Regions from separate parts of the Xenopus tropicalis genome. Here region 1 is linked to region 2. A link is a contact called in public Hi-C data. All regions are on one chromosome and are shown on one strand. Each heading gives the region's core, a stretch centred on a gene start, on an enhancer-like site or on the middle of the called end of the contact. The rest is flanking DNA. Distances are from core to core; before and after follow the strand shown. Region 1 holds the start of LOC100497652 (probable peptidyl-tRNA hydrolase 2). Region 2 overlaps setd5 (histone-lysine N-methyltransferase SETD5).

Evidence for each region. Hi-C and Micro-C count contacts between places; a contact is called where the count stands out from the background.
Region 1: a contact with region 2 is called in a Hi-C map of neurula embryo, with 2.4 times the contacts expected there. The contact joins the promoter of LOC100497652 here to the enhancer-like site in region 2. A contact is called at or near these places in 4 of 5 Hi-C or Micro-C datasets (gastrula embryo, liver, neurula embryo and 1 more).

The regions. Positions count from the first base shown.
Region 1 is chr4:139,153,920-139,157,633 of UCB_Xtro_10.0, forward strand. It overlaps LOC100497652 (probable peptidyl-tRNA hydrolase 2), which reads right to left and starts at 2,433. Exons shown (of 7, transcript XM_002938388.5): 1 at 2,299-2,433; 2 at 1,995-2,112. The coding sequence starts at 2,108.
Region 2 is chr4:139,059,988-139,063,809 of UCB_Xtro_10.0, forward strand. setd5 (histone-lysine N-methyltransferase SETD5) reads right to left here. Exons shown (of 24, transcript XM_004914108.4): 21 at 3,092-3,390; 22 at 2,877-3,010; 23 at 2,469-2,548; 24 at 566-2,134. The coding sequence ends at 1,556. Among named protein-coding and RNA genes, the nearest start is that of setd5, 56 kb to the right of the region's middle. Within about 2 kb of position 1,489, at least 1 of the 11 cell types and tissues checked has an H3K27ac peak or open chromatin away from gene starts, as enhancers often do. A contact at or near this core is called in neurula embryo, where this site is marked.

The DNA of each region.
Region 1 (3,714 bases), core at 1,183-3,682, 95 kb after region 2:
AAGTTAATCTCCCCTACAGCCCATTTTTTAAGCAACTAATGTAATAAAACAGTTACTTAATGGTAACTAAGCTGCATTAATCTGTATTGGTGCCAAAACAATCCTATTGGGCTAGTTAAATAAAGTAAATGTTACAGTAGCTGGTGAGCCAAGTTACAGAAATACCAATTATCCAGAAAATCACAATTCCCAATGGAATAGACTATGGACAATAGATTCCATACCTGTACTGGACACTGCCATTGCTAGATTGATAGTAGATTGATAAAAGACACTCCTATCAGGAAACCACCATTTTGTCTAAGTGATGTTACGCTAATCTAACGTTCTTTCTATGTCACTCTTCCTTTCTTCCCTTAGGGTGAAGACACATTGAGCTACTAGTAGCAGCTACTTTTTCACGGCTACTAGACGCCAGAAAATTCTCGCCATAGACAATACTAAGAATTGCCTCTGCTAAAACACACATAGAGACAATCAGTAAACGATCAGCATTGTCTATTTTAGTAGCCACAACAAGTAGCTGCAACTAGTAGCTCTGTGTGTCTTCTCCCTTACTGGCTCCATCTTTTCTACCAATGCTCTTCATCTTATCCATACACAGGCCGATTGTAGCTGCCGATAGCTGTCCCTTGGACCAATTCGGCAGCTTATCGGGCTGTGTAGGGGCAGGAACGAGGGGCATGCCCTGGCCTGAAATTGGGCAGATATCGATCGGGTAGGTTAAAAGATTTAGTCGGATTGGGGACCGCATCGGCTCCTTGATGTGGTCCCCGAACCGACTGCCCCATTGCCGCCAATATAATTATATACATTTTCCCCGATATCACCCACCTGTAGGTGGGGATATCGGGAGAAGATCCGCTCGTTTGGCAACCTTTAAGGAACAGTAACACCAAAAAGTGAAAGTGTATAAAAGTAACTAAAATATAATGTGCTGCTGCCCTGCACTGGTAAAAGTTGTGTGTTTACTTCAGAAAGGCTACTATAATTTATATAAATAAGCTGCTATGTAGCCATGGGGGCAGCCATTAAAAGGAGAAAAGGCACAGGCACATAGCAGATAACAGATAAAACACTATTGTATTCTACAGAACTTATCTGTTATCTGCTATGTAACCTGTGCCTTTTCTCCTTTTTTCCAGCTTGAATGGCTGCCCCCATGGCTACACAGCAGCTTATTATATAAATTATAGTAGTGTTACTGTAGCAAACACACCAGTTTTACCAATGCAGGGCAACAGTGCATTATATTTTTATTACTTTAAAGCTCTTTCATTTTTTGGTGTTACTGTTCCTTTAACACTTGCTTATTCTTTTGCCACAGGGGTTTTACACAGTTGCACCTAAGCACAGACATTGTTGTTTGTGGGAGGAGTTAAGGGAGATGTGGGAGGGGGCATGGGAGATGTGGGAGGGGACATGGAAGATGTGGGAGGGGACATGGAAGATGTGGGAGGGGACATGGGAGATGTGGGAGGGGACATGGGAGATGTGAGAGGAGTTAAGGGAGATGTGGGAGGAGTTAAGGGAGATGTGGGAGGGGACATGGGAGATGTGGGAGGAGTTAAGGGAGATGTGGGAGGGGACATGGGAGATGTGGGAGGAGTTAAGGGAGATGTGGGAGGGGGCATGGGAGATGTGGGAGGGGACATGGGAGATGTGGGAGGAGTTAAGGGAGATGTGGGAGGAGTTAAGGGAGATGTGGGAGGGTACATGGGAGATGTGGGAGGGGTTAAGGGAGATGTGGGAGGGGCATGGGAGATGTGAGAGGAGTTAAGGGAGATGTGGGAGGAGTTAAGGGAGATGTGGGAGGAGTTATGGGAGATGTGGGAGGGGCATGGGAGATGTGGGAGGGGACATGGGAGATGTGGGAGGGGACAAGGAACAAAGACTTCCTTTATGAAACATAAGGAAGCTGTGCAACAGGACACTTCCTCCCCTTTCCCTTTATACCAAATAAACAGTCAGAGGTGCAGGGGGCTCATAATCACCTTTTTTGCTTCTTCCTCCGGGATATCGAGCTCCTTCAGCTGCAGCAAATAATCCATATTCACCTCCACAGCTCCCTGGGCTTCATCAGCGCTTTCTTGCTCACAGGTCTCCATCACACTGTAAATGAGAGCAGTGGGTTTGTGAACAAACATACATGAACCATGCCTGTAAGCTGTATGAGCAGGGCCCGCTGCTCCCCCCCTACCCCAGTCACTATGTGAAAATGTAATGCAACAGCTGAACTACAACCCACTGCTGGACTTGAACAACAGGAGGGGGCTGCTTAGTAGGCTACGCGCGTACCCTTTGTTTTGTATTTTCTTTTTTTTTCCTTTATTCCCAGTAAAGCCGGATCGCTCCTTCTCTGTAATGCGCTGATAGAATTAGAACCACGTGTCCGGAACTACATACAGGCGGCGGAAGTATTCAGCATCTGTAAAGTCTGAGAGCGCCATCTTGTGGCTGGCGGCGGATTGATATTCGCTGAGGAAACTGTGCTTCTGTGGTGGAAGGTTGAATTGGATTTATAACGCGGGGCATGATGGGTATAAATATATCCCTACGCGTGTGTACTTCTCTTTCATGGGCGGTTCCTGGTCTTATTATTTTATTTTTCTCTGCAAATCGTTCCTCCTAATGGAATTGTCAATACATTTAAAAGCCATAATCAAAGAATTACAAAAAATAAAAGCACAAACTCTGCCTGTACTTTGAAGCATCCGTGGTCCCTTATAATAATGAGAGATTTTATCCTACCGTTAGGGTTGCCACCTTTTCTGGGAAAAAGATGCCAGCCTTTCTGTTTTAAATCAACTTTTGGTTGAAAATTCTGCTAATTACTTTGGGTTCCCTGATGAAAAGGTTTACAGACATTGTGTTAGGAGACAGTGCCACTGGGTAACCCATGCCTGTAGTGCTGGCCCTGCAGTACCCCATACCAGGGCTTAATGAAAATGTGGGGTGGGGGTCAGTCATTGGTTCCTACCAGGCCTGTCTCCCTCTCTTGGTGCCCAGGGGCTACTCATATAGAGCTGAGGGCTGTATCATTGTAATAAATGTAGTGATAGAGAATGGATATTTTGACCATCTGATTACACTTTCCTATGCAAGTATACACGTAGTAATATCATTTTCCCAACAGAAAGTTAATAATGTTTCCTAAAACAAGTCTGCTTTAGTGAATGTTGTACCTTTTGCTCATGGGGTCCCGCTAATGGTTTTTTCACCATAGATTTGTATTACATTTTTTTATATTTTGTTTGACACACAACCTGTGTAGGTGCTAAGGACGAAGACAGATGGGTGGTAAGTTGCTGTGTGAAAAACACACCAGTTGCGGTGACTGAAATTGGTCAGATGTGTAGCAATAGACCTAATGTTAGCAGGGCCGGATTTAAGTTCGCGGCGCCCCGAGGCCGCCCCCGCCCCCCCCCCATGAGTGCGCATACGCAATCGCGCGGCGCCCTCTCCCCCTAAGTGCGCATACGGAGCAGTGGGGAGAAGTCCCGACTGCTCCGTATGGGAGCCAAATTTAAAAATTCTGTTGCGGCGGGGCGGCATGCCGCCCTAGGCCCGGGCCTTTGTGGCCTTTCCACAAATCCGGGCCTGTATGTTAGGCAGCTCGGGTGCGGGTGGACTTTAGGGGGGCTCTCTTTGGCCACAAAAAGTGGGCATGTCCAACAGTTTCGGAGGCGTGCTACATGCGCCGTAAATCCACCC
Region 2 (3,822 bases), core at 239-2,738:
CTGCCCCCATGGCTACACAGCCGCTTTGTTTATATAGTCTATTGTAAGGTTTTTGAAGCAAACATGCAACTTTTACCAGCGTAGGGCAACAGTACATAATATATACTGTTCCTTTAACTGCCACCTTGTTGGTGTTCTGTACACATATCTCATAGGCATTTTAGCGAACAGACAACATCCTTTTATCTTAAAGGGCCACTATAGCTTCACTTTCAACTCCACTGAATAGCCAAATGGAAATATTAAGAGATGGATGCATATTTAATATGATTTTGCACCCCCATCAGTTCCTATTAAGCTGTTACTTTTAGCTTGCCGAAGCCTGTGCCTTTTTTCAGTCAAAGCCCATCTTTGAGTTCCAACATTTAGTCCTCCTTAGCTCATTATGAGGCTACAGATTGAGGGTAAATGGAAATAAGCACTTACCCCAATCTCAACCTGACCTTTAAATTGGGCTTTCAGGTGTATCCAGGAGAGCAAACAGGCATTCTGCACAAATTTCACCCTTACGGACATATCCCAGGAGGGACAGGCAGCCCCACAGTTTGGGAAGCACTAGCTTCAGTAGCCATGATCTTCCTTGGTGACTTGGATAAACCTCCTTTTAATCCCCTGACTGTTTTATGGGGTTGTGGCCTATGGAACAGAGCCACAAATAGCCCTCCCCAGGGCAGGGACAGCCATGCTAGGATTCTCTTACCCTGTACAGAAAGATACATGAAACTATGCCAAGCACATGTTTGTCCCCTATTTAGAAAACAATAGAGTATAGTGGCCATTTAAGCAATCTGGATTTGGTGGAAAACGTGTTCCGTGCAGTTAATCGCTGGGAATTATAACATTTCAGTAAAAATGGCTAAACGCAGAAACTTACAAGCCCGTACAGATTTACAGCACTATCTGTTCTGTATATATCATAATAAAAATTAAAATCTAAAAAAAAAAAAGCAACAAAAAGCAAAACCATAGCTTCACTTCCGCGATCCTCTGCAAGAGCGCTATAGCCAATCAGAAGTGGTGACACCCAGAACAGAGCGAACGGCTAACAAACATGTGTGCCTGGAATGAATGGCCATAAAAGATCCTCCCATCATTTTTTTCCCCCCACCCAATCTCCAAAATGTTATAACCCGATGCTACAAATATAGGTGCTTCTTTAAACTTCTTCTACTCCCCCTTTTTAATTCACTTTTAATTTGAAGATTTTTTTTTTTTTTTTTTTTTTAATCATGTAAAAAAATTTGTCCTTTACTGCACAAGAGACTAGAGGAGATTTCTGGTGACACAAAAGGAAAACAAAAAATAATTGCATGATGCATAATATTCGCATCGTTCCTGTGATCATGGTATGTGAAGTCTCTGCAATGTTTGTGTGTGGAAAGTAGGGGTGTTCGCTACTCGCAAGGCTACTTTCCGCCTGCTTCAAGTCTAAGACTCATACAACGCAGCTCCTTAGGTGCTGGCCAGAGCCATTAATAAAACCACCCCATCTTGTGGAGGGAATCGGAATGGCTGATGGGCTAGTGCTGTCCTGCTTCTCCATTAAGTGTCAGTTCTAGGAAAAGCCAGTCTGAGACTTCACTCCTGATCCTTGAACCTGCTGCAGCCGGTACTGTTGCACCCCAGCCACACGTTGAGGGCAATGCTGGGGACTGGACATTGCAGATATCCTGGAACTTTGGTGTCCAGGGCTGGGCAGCGTAATAGTTCGTGAGTCCGATCTTGATCCTTGCGTGGTGCTGGAGTTGCTAGATGCCCCAGTGCTGGGCTGAGAGTCTGTGGGTAGAGAGTCTGTCCTGAGCAACTGAGCTGGACTTGCCTCACAGCTGGGGCCTCTGTGATGGAAGCTCTTCCTTGGCTGGCCTGTGCCGGCGTTGCTCCCGTAAAGCTGCTGGCTATTATAAAAGCCAGGACCACCTGAACACTGGGTGGTTGGGGAGTCCATGGAAGCAGTGTGAGCAGGACTTGAATATGAGCCGGAAATGACAGAGGAATCGGGCAGCGGATGTCCTGCTCTTTGAGGTGTCCGATAGCTGTAGCCGTGGGACTGTGCTGCGGGTCCTCGGAAAGGGGATGAACTCTGAGAAAGGAGGTTGAGGGACTCTGGTTGAGGACTGTCACACTGGAGGACTTGCTGTAAAACATACATATAAACAGAGATAAGGAAGGAAGCTCTGGCAGATGATACTGGGCATGAGAAAATTATCCCTATAACTGCTATTATGATCTACAAAGTACAATTCCCAAACCGGAATATCCCCTTATTAAAATTTCTCTTTTTGTCCACTTTATTATGGCCTCACTGCCAACCCACCTCCTTGCCTTCTACTGAGCCCCATCCTGCCTTTCCATGCTTGCCACCTATGTTTTATTTTCTGACTTTTCAAGCTTGCCGCTGCTTTCTACACATTTTGCATTGTCAGTCTGTTTCGGTTTTGTTGAATACATGTCTAATGTGTTGACATTACCTGGTAACTGTATCTGGAAGGGCTATAAACGCTTGGTCCTTTGGTGACAGCCATGCTAGGCATCTCTGGGTCTCCCTCCTCTGTGTAAAGAAGCAGAAATTCATTGTTGTATTTAACATACTAACAATGCTAACAGTAAGAAAAGAGACACAAAGCGAGATCATTAAAGCCTGTGGCCCTGACATTTTTTCCATTCATGCAACAATAAATACAGCATCCCTTTATACAAGTGCTGCTCAAAGGCTAAAGCAATTATAATAAAATTATATTAAGATCAGCTTACCCCTGGGAACGCTAATTTTATCCTTAAAGGGAAACATGATCTTTTTAAACATAGTACTGGCTATGGTTATCTTTACTACAAGATAATAGTGGCACTGAATGTTTGCTCTAGACAGTGGCACTTACCAGGGTCTCTATCTGCACTGATGTCTCTAGAAGGGGAAGGTTCTCCAATGTGCGACACCTTCACCCCACTGCGCAGAACCCGTTCCAGAATGCCCTGCCCCTCGCGCAGCCGTTCCACTGAAGTTGGGACCATCCTGGAAGGGAGAAATTAATGTAAACCTGCACGCTGAGCAATGCACAAGCAGAGCTATAAAAACCATGGAAGAGACACCTACCACCTGCTGCTGATGTTCTCAGAATGCTTGCTGTGAGATACAGAAGGGCCTGAAGTCTTTGTGTCTGGAGGGCTAACATCCTCTATCTGAGGCATTGAGGGATGGGCAGGAGAAGAAAAGCCGCTATGTGGAGAAGACTGGGCTTGAAGGTGCAAGGAACTTGACAAGTCTGTGTCAGATAAGGACCCATTGCTGCTCTGGCGAGTTGGGGTCCCCACACAGCGAAATATGTCTCCCACAGGGGATGAAATCACCTCTTTTGCCTCCTGTTTTCGCTTGCGATATTCCAGCAGGGACACCTAGGGAAACCCAGCAATAAACAAGAGGAATCAGAAACAGCAGTAGTAACAGAGAAGCAATAACAGTTATGGACCCAGGGCACCACTTTTTAGCAATACAGAAATCTGCTAAGTAGGCAGCGTGGCTGGTTCTTTAAAGGAAGAGGAAATCTACGTCCATTGACATAATTCTACTCAGTATTTAGCAAAGACTTCCACAAGAAGGCTGCCAACTTTACAGCTCATCTAGCACCATGTTTTACTGCAGGGAGCAGGCAGTAGCGTGTGTTGTGGGTTTAACCTCAACTTCCCCAAACATAACACCATCCAGATGTAGGGGAAGGCCATAAAAGACAGAGCAAATCACTTACACTCTTAAGAATCCCACGCGTAACATGCAGTGAGCTCAGTTTCAAGCTATTTCTGTTCACCACCCCAACAAAACATATGTAC